2 separate regions of the Ovis aries genome follow, and region 1 is linked to region 2. Evidence: chromatin contacts called from public Hi-C data. All regions are on one chromosome and are shown on one strand. The core of a region is the stretch at or near the end of the contact, and the rest is flanking DNA. Distances in the headings are between cores, read along the strand shown.

What was found. Hi-C and Micro-C count contacts between places; a contact is called where the count stands out from the background.
Region 1: a Hi-C map of hypothalamus shows a contact between it and region 2, with 5 times the contacts expected there. The contact joins two enhancer-like sites. A contact is called at or near these places in 15 of 16 Hi-C or Micro-C datasets (blood, hypothalamus, liver and 7 more).

Annotation. Positions count from the first base shown.
Region 1 is chr23:58,437,516-58,442,652 of ARS-UI_Ramb_v3.0, forward strand. LOC101116529 (O-acyltransferase like protein-like) reads left to right here. Exons shown (of 15, transcript XM_042239132.2): 11 at 2,204-2,317; 12 at 3,999-4,131. Among named protein-coding and RNA genes, the nearest start is that of SEC11C, 47 kb to the right of the region's middle. Within about 2 kb of position 2,591, at least 29 of the 54 cell types and tissues checked have an H3K27ac peak or open chromatin away from gene starts, as enhancers often do. A contact at or near this core is called in hypothalamus, where this site is marked.
Region 2 is chr23:58,180,697-58,185,750 of ARS-UI_Ramb_v3.0, forward strand. No RefSeq gene overlaps it. Among named protein-coding and RNA genes, the nearest start is that of ZNF532, 63 kb to the right of the region's middle. Within about 2 kb of position 1,520, at least 13 of the 54 cell types and tissues checked have an H3K27ac peak or open chromatin away from gene starts, as enhancers often do. A contact at or near this core is called in hypothalamus, where this site is marked.

The DNA.
Region 1 (5,137 bases), core at 1,341-3,840, 260 kb after region 2:
GATGCGCCCCAATGACTGACCTCATTTCACCTTAATTATCTCTCTAATGACTCCATCTCCAAACGGAGCCACACTCTGAGGTCGTGGAGGTTAGAATTTGCAGGGCTGGGGGACACGATCCAGCCCATAGCAGTCTGTCCTAGGAAGCTTTTAGTAGTTTTTGCAGCTGTGATGGCCAGCGGAGATGTGTCTGACTCCCGAGTAGAGGTGGCACGGCTTGGGCTCCAGTTCCCCAGGGAGTGAGACAATATTTACTCAAGTGCACGGGGGTTTTTATTGGATGGCCTGACCAGATGGTTTGCCAGCCACCCACCCACCAAGGACAATGAGTTCTCAGTACCTCTGCACTCTAGGTCTGCTGGGAACCTGCTTGAGTGTCCCTGTGACCGAGACAGCCTGGCCCTGGGGTCAGCATCTTTCTGAGGGGCCGTCATGGGAAGAGGGTCTCAGTTCCTCACCTGGAAACCGGTGCCGCCCAAGCCTGTGACTGTGCTACTGCGTTTAGCCTCTAAATGGAAGGGGTATAATAGGTAGGGCGTTTTCCCCTCAGAGAACACATTCGTGTAGAATTCTAGTAATTCAGGGAGGATGGAACTGGAGGGTCTGCAAAAGGCGTGATGAATTGGGACTTCCTGGTGGCCGGTGGTTAAGAACCTGCTCGTTCATTGCGGGAAGTGTGGGTTCGATCCCCGGTCAGGGAACTAAGATCCTGCATGCTTCCTGGGGGTGGCGGTGGTAGTTGTTCAGTCGCTAAGTTGTGTCCTTTGGCGACCCCATAGACTGTAGCCCCACCAGGCTCCTCTGTCCATGGGATTTCCCAGGCAAGGATACTGGTGTGGGTTGCCATTTCCTTCTCCAGGGGATCTTCCCTACTCAGAGATTGAGCTCACATCTCCTGCATTGGCAGATGGGTTCTTTACCACTGAGCCATGGTTCAGCAAAAAAAAGAAGACATGGTAAATATAGAACATGGTTACCGTACCCGCCCTGCTCACACTCATCCATGGCAGGCATTACTAGTCAATTACTGCACCACTGAGCTAAGACGCCTCTTCTGCTCCTGAGCACAAACTGAACTAGAATTGGCGCTCTAGATGCTGATTCACTCCCTAAGTCACTGTGGTGTGAAGCGAATGGCATCTCATCTCCTCCTCACGAGGAACCATGGCAACTTCAGCACTGGACTAGGATCGCCAAAGGCAGGGTTGTACCTGGTTGGTCTGGCATCCGTGTTGGGCATTTCTTCCACTGCAGACCCTCCTGGTCCTAACCCTCCTGATTCCCAGTAGATATAACCAGATACTGTCTCACCCTGAGCCTCTGTCCCTACACCTCATTTCCTGCCTCAGAACCGAACCCTCTCAGCCTGTGTACAGAGTCCCAAATTTTGGAGGAATTAATTTTGTGGGGCCACCTTTGACCCAAGGGGCTAGAAGATGGTAGGAAAATGCTTCTTTCTTTCACCCCCTTAGGACAGTTTTGAGGTGCATTTCAGAAGGCTCCACAGAACATTCTGGAAGAACTGAGCATTGACCACCGTGATAGGGCCTTGCATTGGCCTTCCTTGTTCCCCACCCCTGCCCTCATTCTTACCTCCACATGAACCACCTGAACCCTGACACTGGTCAGATTTGCGTTTGGATTGGGGGAAGGATCCCCGGGTCCCCCTGTTACTCTGTCCCCCTCTGCTGTGTCTCACTTGTGCCTGCCAATCATCTCTCTCCTGAATCAATCACCACTTCTTAATTTTTTTTTATTATTATTACTTTTTATTTTTCTTTTTGTCGCACTTAGCGGCATGTGGGATCTTAGTTCCCCTACCAGGGATGGAACCCGTGCCCACTGCAGTGGAAGTACGGAGTCTTAGCCAGTGGACCCCAGGGCGTCCCTCCACTTCAGTCCCTCTAGTGCTTCCTGGGTGGCAAGGGACTTTCCCAAGCACGGTCTCATCACGGTAAATTTCAGCAGAAGATGAAGCTATTCTAAGGCAAGGATTTCACTGCCCAGGACTGGGCTGCTAATAAGTGCTCGACACTGAAGTGTAACTCAAGCTTTTTAACTCCAGCCCAGCTCTGGACACACTTGGCCCCAGGCCAGCCTCTCTCGAAGGCAGGCTGGCAGGAAGCACCTCTGGTTGCCAAGTCTGCCAGCCTTCGGTAGCCCCAGAGTGAGAAGGAAAGTGAACGTGCTCTCTTCTTTGCAGAAGTCAGCGTGCCCTCGTCCTGCTCGGGGCCACGCTGCTCCTGGCATCTTGCACCGCCTCTGCTCTGCTCACACTGGCTCACAACCTTCCGGTGGCAGCTCCGTCAGAAGCCAGGTAACTGCCGCGCTTCCCAGCCCGCCAGCTCTGTCCCTCACCTCCCCTCAGGATGGCCAGGACCTCCCAGGCAGGGCTGCTGAGTGGATGCCAGGCTCTTAGCCCTGTGCACGTAGGCTCCTGCGGAAATGTGGGCGGGAACTGTTCGGCCTGGATGGGAAAGTTCGTTGTGTGTTTGTTTCCAAACCTCTGACTCTTTTCAGCTGGCGCTGGGGATCTGCTCTGAACACAGGGAGCTCACTCTTGCCCACTGAAACGCTTCTGGGAGGAAAGGGGTGCCCCCACGTGGCTGTATGGCGTTTCTCCTCCAGTGGCGAACTGCAGCTTGGAAGCTCTATTGAGGGATGGAGAAACAGAAATTTAACGAAGTTGGGGTTGCCCCTTCAAGGTCACATGCCTAGTGAGTGGCACAGGTGTGAGCTGAACCTAGGACCTTACCACTGCGCTAGTTTGCCTTTCCAACAGGGTATGTGTAGCAGTTCTTTCTCAGTACCACCTGAGTCTTCTGCAGGAAAAACCGGTGAGATTTCCCGCTCATCTGTTCTCCGTGCAGCAGTCAGGCTGATGCAGGTGGAAACCGGATGCTGTCAGTCATCTGCTCAATCCTCCCATTGTTCTCAGGGCAGAATCCCTGTCTGGCCTCGTCTGTCTCTCCCCCACCCGCTGACTCTGGACCAGTCTCAGCAGCCTCCTTCCCTCCACACAACCAACAGGCTCCCTCCTCAGGGCCCTCGAACTTGCTGCTCCCTCACACGAGAACGCTGTTCCTCTGGAATCCAGATCTGGGCTAGGCGAGCTCCTCCACTCCCTACAGGCGTCTGTACATGTCTCAGAGCAGCCTTCACGGACCTCCCAGGGTGAACTAGCCCAGAGCCATGCGAGGCGCAGAAGTGCTCAAGGGACTGACTTCCCTGGCAGTCCAGTGGGTGGGACTCCATGCTTCCACTGCAGGGGGCAAGGGTTTGATCCCTGGTCGGGGAACTCAGATCCCACATACCGCACAGGATGGCCAAAAAGAAAAGAAAAAGTGCCCAGAATGCACTGTGAGTGGAACAGATGAGTGGCTGAGTGAGCACACCCCAGGCTTTTAGACCGGAGAGGTGCCATGCCCTTCCCATCACGTCATCAGCTTCTGTGCGCACAGCCGGGTGGCCGAGAAGGAGGCTGGCTCCTGCTTTGCCTGTGGTTCTCAACCCCAGACGCAAATGAGAGTCACCTGTGGGTTGGGGGCGGTGGGATGGGGGTGGGGATTGACATCTCACCGATGCTTCCAGCAAGCACCACCCTGGGCCAACTGAATGTGAGTCTCCAGGGCTGGGGCCCAAGCCACCCAATTTTGTGAGAGCTTCCACGAAGAGGTTCACGTCTTTAAGAAGGGGTCTACTTCTGGGAACCATGTTTTTAGAGCTATCCTGACATGCCAGCCACTGGAAACAGCTATTTTAAAAGAAGGCAGTCATCACATTTCCTTGGGTCCCAGGTTGGAGGGCCCCAAGGGAGTTTGGAATTTGAGAAACCAGCGTGGCCCAAGGCAGGATCGTGAGGGTGCTGTCTGCAGACCATCACCGAAGACGTGAACTCCTGTACTCCCAGCGTCTGGCTTTGCTGATTGCCCCAGTGTACGTCTGAGAGATGTCCAGATGAGATGCAGCCTTTGGCCTCACGTCCTCGTGTTTTTCAGGGAAGAGGCAGCCAGACGGTACTTCCTGGAGTACTACACGAAGCCCTACTGTCGGTACGGGCCGTTCCTCGTGGGCCTCTTACTGAGCGTTTTCATGCACCCAGACCACCAGGCAAACGTCCTCAGAACCAAGGTACGTGGCTTCCCCATGCCGCGCTGTAGGAACCAGGTTCACCTGGGGTCAGACTGCCCTTGGCCAGGCTCTTCCAAAGCCCTGGGCAGGAGGCAGACTTTCGGGTACTTGACTGTGCTGTGGTGTGTCAGCAACGGCTCTTGATGCCAGAGAATAAGAGGAACTTTGTCTTCTTCCCTGATTCTCTGCTTTCTTCACTGAGCTCCCCTTAGAAAGCCCCAGATCCAGCACCCAGCCGGGTCCCACCCATTGGAGCCTTGGTACAGACCCAGAGAAACTTCTGATGTGGGAAAACATACCCGGTGAGATGGCAAGGGCAAGCCACTCTTCTGGAAGGTCATGGTGATGTAGGCTGGATTTTCTTTAACAGCAAAAGCTCTTTGGCTTCTACAAATAAGATTCTTGGTCAGATTTGATGGTTCCATCTGGGAATCAGGTTGTGCGGTATTTAGAAAGCTGTCACTTTACCTTCCAGATGGGGTTACTTCCCTGTGGGTAATCAGTCTAGTTCACCATCCAAGGTCATAGGTCAAGCCAGAAACCTGGGTTCATCTTGGATGCCTCCTGCCTGTCGCCCTCCCTCCCCGTCCGGTCACCCACCCCCGGGGCTGTTTTTCCTACTGTCCTCTCGTGGCCTTTGCCCCTCACCTTGTTCAAGCCCGTCTCATCTCTTAGCTGGACTTCTTCACTAGTTTTCTTGCCTCTAGTCTGATCTCAAATCCACCCTCAGGGCAGTCTATCTAAAGCACTACCTTAGCCTCAGTTCAGTTCAGCCGCTCAGTCGTGTCTGACTCTGCGACTCCATGGACCCCAACACGCCAGGCCTCCCTGTCCATCACCAACTCCCAGAGTTCACCCAAACTCCTGTTCATCGAGTCAGTGATGCCATCCAACCGTCTCATCCTCTGTCGTCCCCTTCTCCTCCTGCCTTCAGCCTTTCCCGGCATCAGGGTCTTTTCACATGAGTCAGTTCTTCGCATCAAGTGGCCAAAGTATTGGAGTTTCA
Region 2 (5,054 bases), core at 270-2,769:
CTCCAACACTACAGTTCAAAAGCATCCATTCTTCAGTGCTCAGCTTTCTTTATAGTCCAACTCTCATATCCATACATGACTACTGGAAAAACCATATCTTTGACCAGACGGACCTTTGTTGGCAAAGTAATGTCTCTGCCTTTCAATATGCTGTCTAGGTTGGTCATAACTTTCCTTCCAAGGAGTAAGCGTCTTTTGATTTCATGGCTGCAGTCACCATCCGCAGTGATTTTGGAGCCCCCAAAAATAAAGTCTGACACTGTTTCCACTGTTTCTCCATCTATTTCCCATGAAGTGATGGGACCAGATGCCATGATCTTCGTTTTCTGACTGTTGAGCTTTAAGCCAACTTTTTCACTCTCCTCTTTCACTTTCATCAAGAGGCTCTTTAGTTCCTCTTCACTTTCTGCCATAAGGGTGGTGTCATCTGCATATCTGAGGTTATTGATATTTCTCCTGGCAATCTTGATTCCAGCTTGTGTTTCTGCCAGTCCAGTGTTTCTCATGATGTATTCTGCATAGAAGTTGAATAAGCAGGGTGACAGTATACAGCCTTGACGCACTCCTTTTCCTGTTTGGAACCAGTCTGTTGCTCCATTGTCCAGTTCTAACTGTTGCTTCCTGACCTGCACATAAATTTCTCAAGAGAAATCTGGAGAGCTAGAGGAGAAAGGAAAAGGCCACGTGATGACGGAAGCAGAGACTGGAAGAGCGCTCCTTGAAAGTGGAGGAAGTGGCAACAAGCCAAGGAACCTAAGCAGCCAACAGAAGCTGAAAAGGCAGGACACAGACGCTCCCCCAAACCCTCCTGCAAGCTCCCCCGGTGCCCCTTACGTCGCTCGTCTCTGTGTCTCTCGATTCCCACTCTCAGCTGATTTCACCTGTAGTCAAATGCTGGGCAGGAGAAGGCACAAACAAGAACCCTCCTCCCTTCTCCTCCCTATTATCCTGCTCCTGGCCCATCTACAATTATTTTTCAGAGCTTTATTCCTTCCCCACCTTGGGGCAAATAAAGAGTCTCCCTTACCTAGAACTTACAGTGCCAATCCAGGTTGTTTACAGGGGAGTTTTACGGCTCCAGACTCGGGGGCTCCAGACTCGGGGTCGGCGGGTTAAGAACGGCTTGTTCCCTGCCCTGTCCTGACTTTACTGCCATATTACTCAGATGAACGGTTCATCCATCTTCCCTTTTTTGGCCAGTCACTTCCAAGGGATTTTGTGAAGATTCACAAGCTAGCATTTAAAAAGCACTCTTTGAACTCCTACATAAATAAAAAATCTCACAGTTGGAAATCCCGATGCCTTTTAATGAGTCCTTTTAAAATCCCAAAGCATTTAAAAATTCACGTTACTCCTTAGAAATAACTTTTAGTTCCGATACATACACGGAGTTCCAGACATATCAGATACATTCAGAGCTGCTGTTACAGAACAATTAGGAGGTACAGGCAGTGAGTTAAGCTCAGAGTATGCACAATCTCATTGATTTTGGACAAGATAAAGATAAGACAAAGATCACTTGTGACCTGGGCTGTCTGAGTTCCTAAGAGCAAAACAAAGCCCCACAGGTATGTCTGCATTCACCCTGATGTCATCAGCTCGCAGGCACAGTGCCTCTACAGGATAGGAATTTGGAGAGGCAAACAGATGACATTTCTTTTAATTGTATCAAGGAGAGACAAACCATTACTAGAGAGATCAAGCTTAAGTCAGAGAAGCAGAAACTGATGATATTGACAGTACAGGGTTCTCTGCTCTTGCTACAGCTTACAGATAAAATACACAGTGGCTGGAATCAATTCCTGAAATCAAGACTTTCTTCACAGATCCCTGTTCCTTAAGCCTGCTGCTTCTTTCCCAAGTAAGCACAAAGCCAGGGACTCAAGATACCAAGGATATGGCATTGTTTGGGAGCTGTTTTCTAGGTATTTTCCACTCACCCTGATGACCCCTGGGAATGCTACAAAACTCTTCTCAGAAGGATGTTTAGGGCTCAGTTCATTTTCCAAGAAAAGGACAAGAGGGCCATGGGGCACTTTCGACTGCCCCCTTGTAAATTACTACAGAGCAGCCTAACTTGTGCGTTCTTCAGTGGAGGTTTAGAGGTATCTTGTTTGTAAATAGCCACCAGGGGGCACTGTTATTCTCTTTAAACACTGCGGGGGGAGGGGGAGGGCAGGAGTCTGCATATGGGGTGTGTCTGTGGCATTTGTGCACACACGTGTGTTGGTGGTTTGGTCTCTCAGTCATGCCGACTCTTGAGACTTCAAGGACTGTAGCCTGCCAGACTCCTCTGTCCATGGGATTTTCCAGGCGAGAATACCGGCGTGGGCTGCCATTTCCTTCTCCAGGGGATCTTCCGGACCCAGGGATTGAACCCACGTCTCCTGCACTGGCAGGGGGCTCTTTATCTCTGAGCCACCAGGGAAGCCCAACGCCTCCCTTAACCGCCACCCTCCACCCACACCCCTTCATCTGTCATCCCTCTTTCCCCTTCTGGGTCCAAAAAGGAGCAGAGAGCAGCAAGAAAACCCACCAAGATCATGAAACCAACATCGAACCAAAGATACTCCCGGCGCGCGCCCGGGAAGAACACCGAGATGGCCGCCTCTCTCCTTTGTCGTGCGTTCTCTTTCCTCCCCAGCCCCGGATGCTGATGCTTCACTGTCCTGCAGGGAGATGGTCACCCTGGTGCTTTCCTGCTTGTGGGCATCTTCCTTTGAAAAGAGGACTCTAGAGAGAAGAAAGACCTCAAAAGAATAATTCTTTAATGTTGCCTCTTCGGATGCTTTCATATCAGACCATCTGGATCTAGAGGATTCGCTGTAGGGAGCCTTCCTTTTCCCTGAAAATCACAAAAGTGTGGAAACAGCCATCTCCTCTGCCTTTGTATGAAGCAGTTCTCCTTGGAGGCCTTAAACCCCAGGCTTGCCGGAGAACCTGGGCGGCACAAGGAGCCCGGCTCGAGCTGCAAAGCGCCCCAGGTCACTGCTCTTCTTTCTCCACCTGCTCAGGAGGCTCTGAAAGCCGCCCGTCGGAGGACTGCCTCCAGCTGATTTCAAAGGCGTTGACATAATGGACTTGTCTCCACAGAACAAACCTCTGGGGACTCGGGCTAACCAAACCATTTACAATACTGTCACGACCGCTGCAGAGACAGCAAACGCTTGGGACAGAGCTTGTGTGATGCTGAGCGCTTTGAGTTCAAACCCGGACGGCACCGTCTAACTAGCGGGGTGACCCTGGGCCTTTCCTGAACCTGCCTGAGCATCCATCTGTGAATCGAGGTTAATAACCCTTGCACTAGTTTATGGCAAGCATGGAGACAACAGAGGTTCATTCCCGTGGCCAGAAGGTCAAAGGCGATATTACTATTGCTATTACTGCTGTTCACTGTGCACCAGGCCCTGAGCTCCAAGTTCAGCACACATAAACTGTCTTGATCTTCACAGCAACCCTACCTGCAGAGGTTGGAAGTGAAGGGCTGGGGACCGAGGTGCTGGCAGGTTTAAGAAAGATGCTGGCTGGTCCAGCGGTCCCGTTCCTCCCTGTGAAAAACGAACTGGCATCTTTTTATCTGTGTGTGGGTCAGGGAAGTGTGGGGCTCCCTGGTGGCCCAGTTGGTAAAGAATCCACCTACAGTGTAGGAGACTTGGGTTCAATCCCTGGGTTGGGAAGATCCCCTGGAGAAGGAAAGGGCTACCCACTCCAGTATTCTGGCCTGGAGAATTCCATGGAGTGTATAGTCCATGGGGTCACAGAGAGGTGGACACACTGAGGGACTTTCAGTTCACTTCAGGGGAGTAGGTTCCATGTGGGTTTACATGCTCCGTGCTAACGGATCCTGAGTATTCTTGGAGATGCTCCAACAGCAAAAACCTACCTCGTGAAAGGGTGACAGAGGCCCCCTCAACGTGACACTTCACATCATGACATTTCCCAGGTTGAAACAACGGTCCCTAAGGAAATGGCCAGTGGGAGTCACTTAAAACAGCAAGGGGTACCTGCAGAAGACGTTAATAGTATTTCTGAGAATGTAAAGCGTGTGGGTGTGGTCAGGAAAAGTGGTCCCTTTTGCAGCAGCTATGTTTCTAGATCTGAAAGCTCCCATCGTTCAGTACCAAGACACCCAAACATCAGTAGGGACACAAGCTCTCTAAAGCGGATGGCCTCACTGGTTCACAAAGTTTGCCAATGTCTCTAGGCCTGGACGGCTTTATCGACTCCCCTCAAGGCCATCAGAACTGTTATTTTCCTGACAGAAAACGGAGACGAGAAAGAGGATGGGAGGCTTTTCGTCTTTGCAGCGGGGTGTGTGTGTGTGCCTGTCTGCGTGTGCGCGCACGCTGGAGAGAAGGAAATAAAAGAGGTGGCGAGAAGCAACGTGGGGAGAGAGAGTGAGGCAGCGGGGAGAAAGGACGCGGCAAAACGCGAGAGGAGGTGGAGCGGGCGGGCGGAGGCCTGCGGGTCCCGCGGCAGAGGGGACTCCGGTGGGAGAAGCCATTAAGAGGCCCTGGGAACAGAAGGATGCTTAGCCGTTTCGACAGGCTGGTCAGAAAATGGCCAGCGCGAGCTCGGGGGCGGCAGGCCGGGGGCAGCCGCCGGCAGCGGGGCCGCGCCTCCTCCCCGGAGGGAAGGCTCACCCCGGGCTCCGGCCGCCGCCTCCCCCGCCGCCCGCCGCGCCCGCGCCTCGGCGCGGAAACAGCGAGCCCGGCTGCGCCCGCGGGCCGCTCTGCCGCCTCCTCGTCCAGGGCAGGGCCGAGGCGCCGCTCCGCCCGCTGGAAGCGGGCGCCCGGGCTGCCCGGAGGAGGACAGGCCCGGAGAGGCCGCCGCTCGCCCCGCTCCCGGCCGGGCCCCGCGCGGGCAGCCGGGCCAGGCCCCGTTGCTGAGGGAACCGGCCGCAGGCCCAGCCCCCTCCCCGCAGAAGCGGCCGGAGGGGCCCGCGGAGGCCGGAACTGCCCTGTCTGCAGGCTCCAGAGGGCCGGGAGCCCGGCCAGCGCGAGGCGGCCGCGCCCAGGGGCCGGCGGCGAGAGGGCCGCACACGGCCTCGTCCT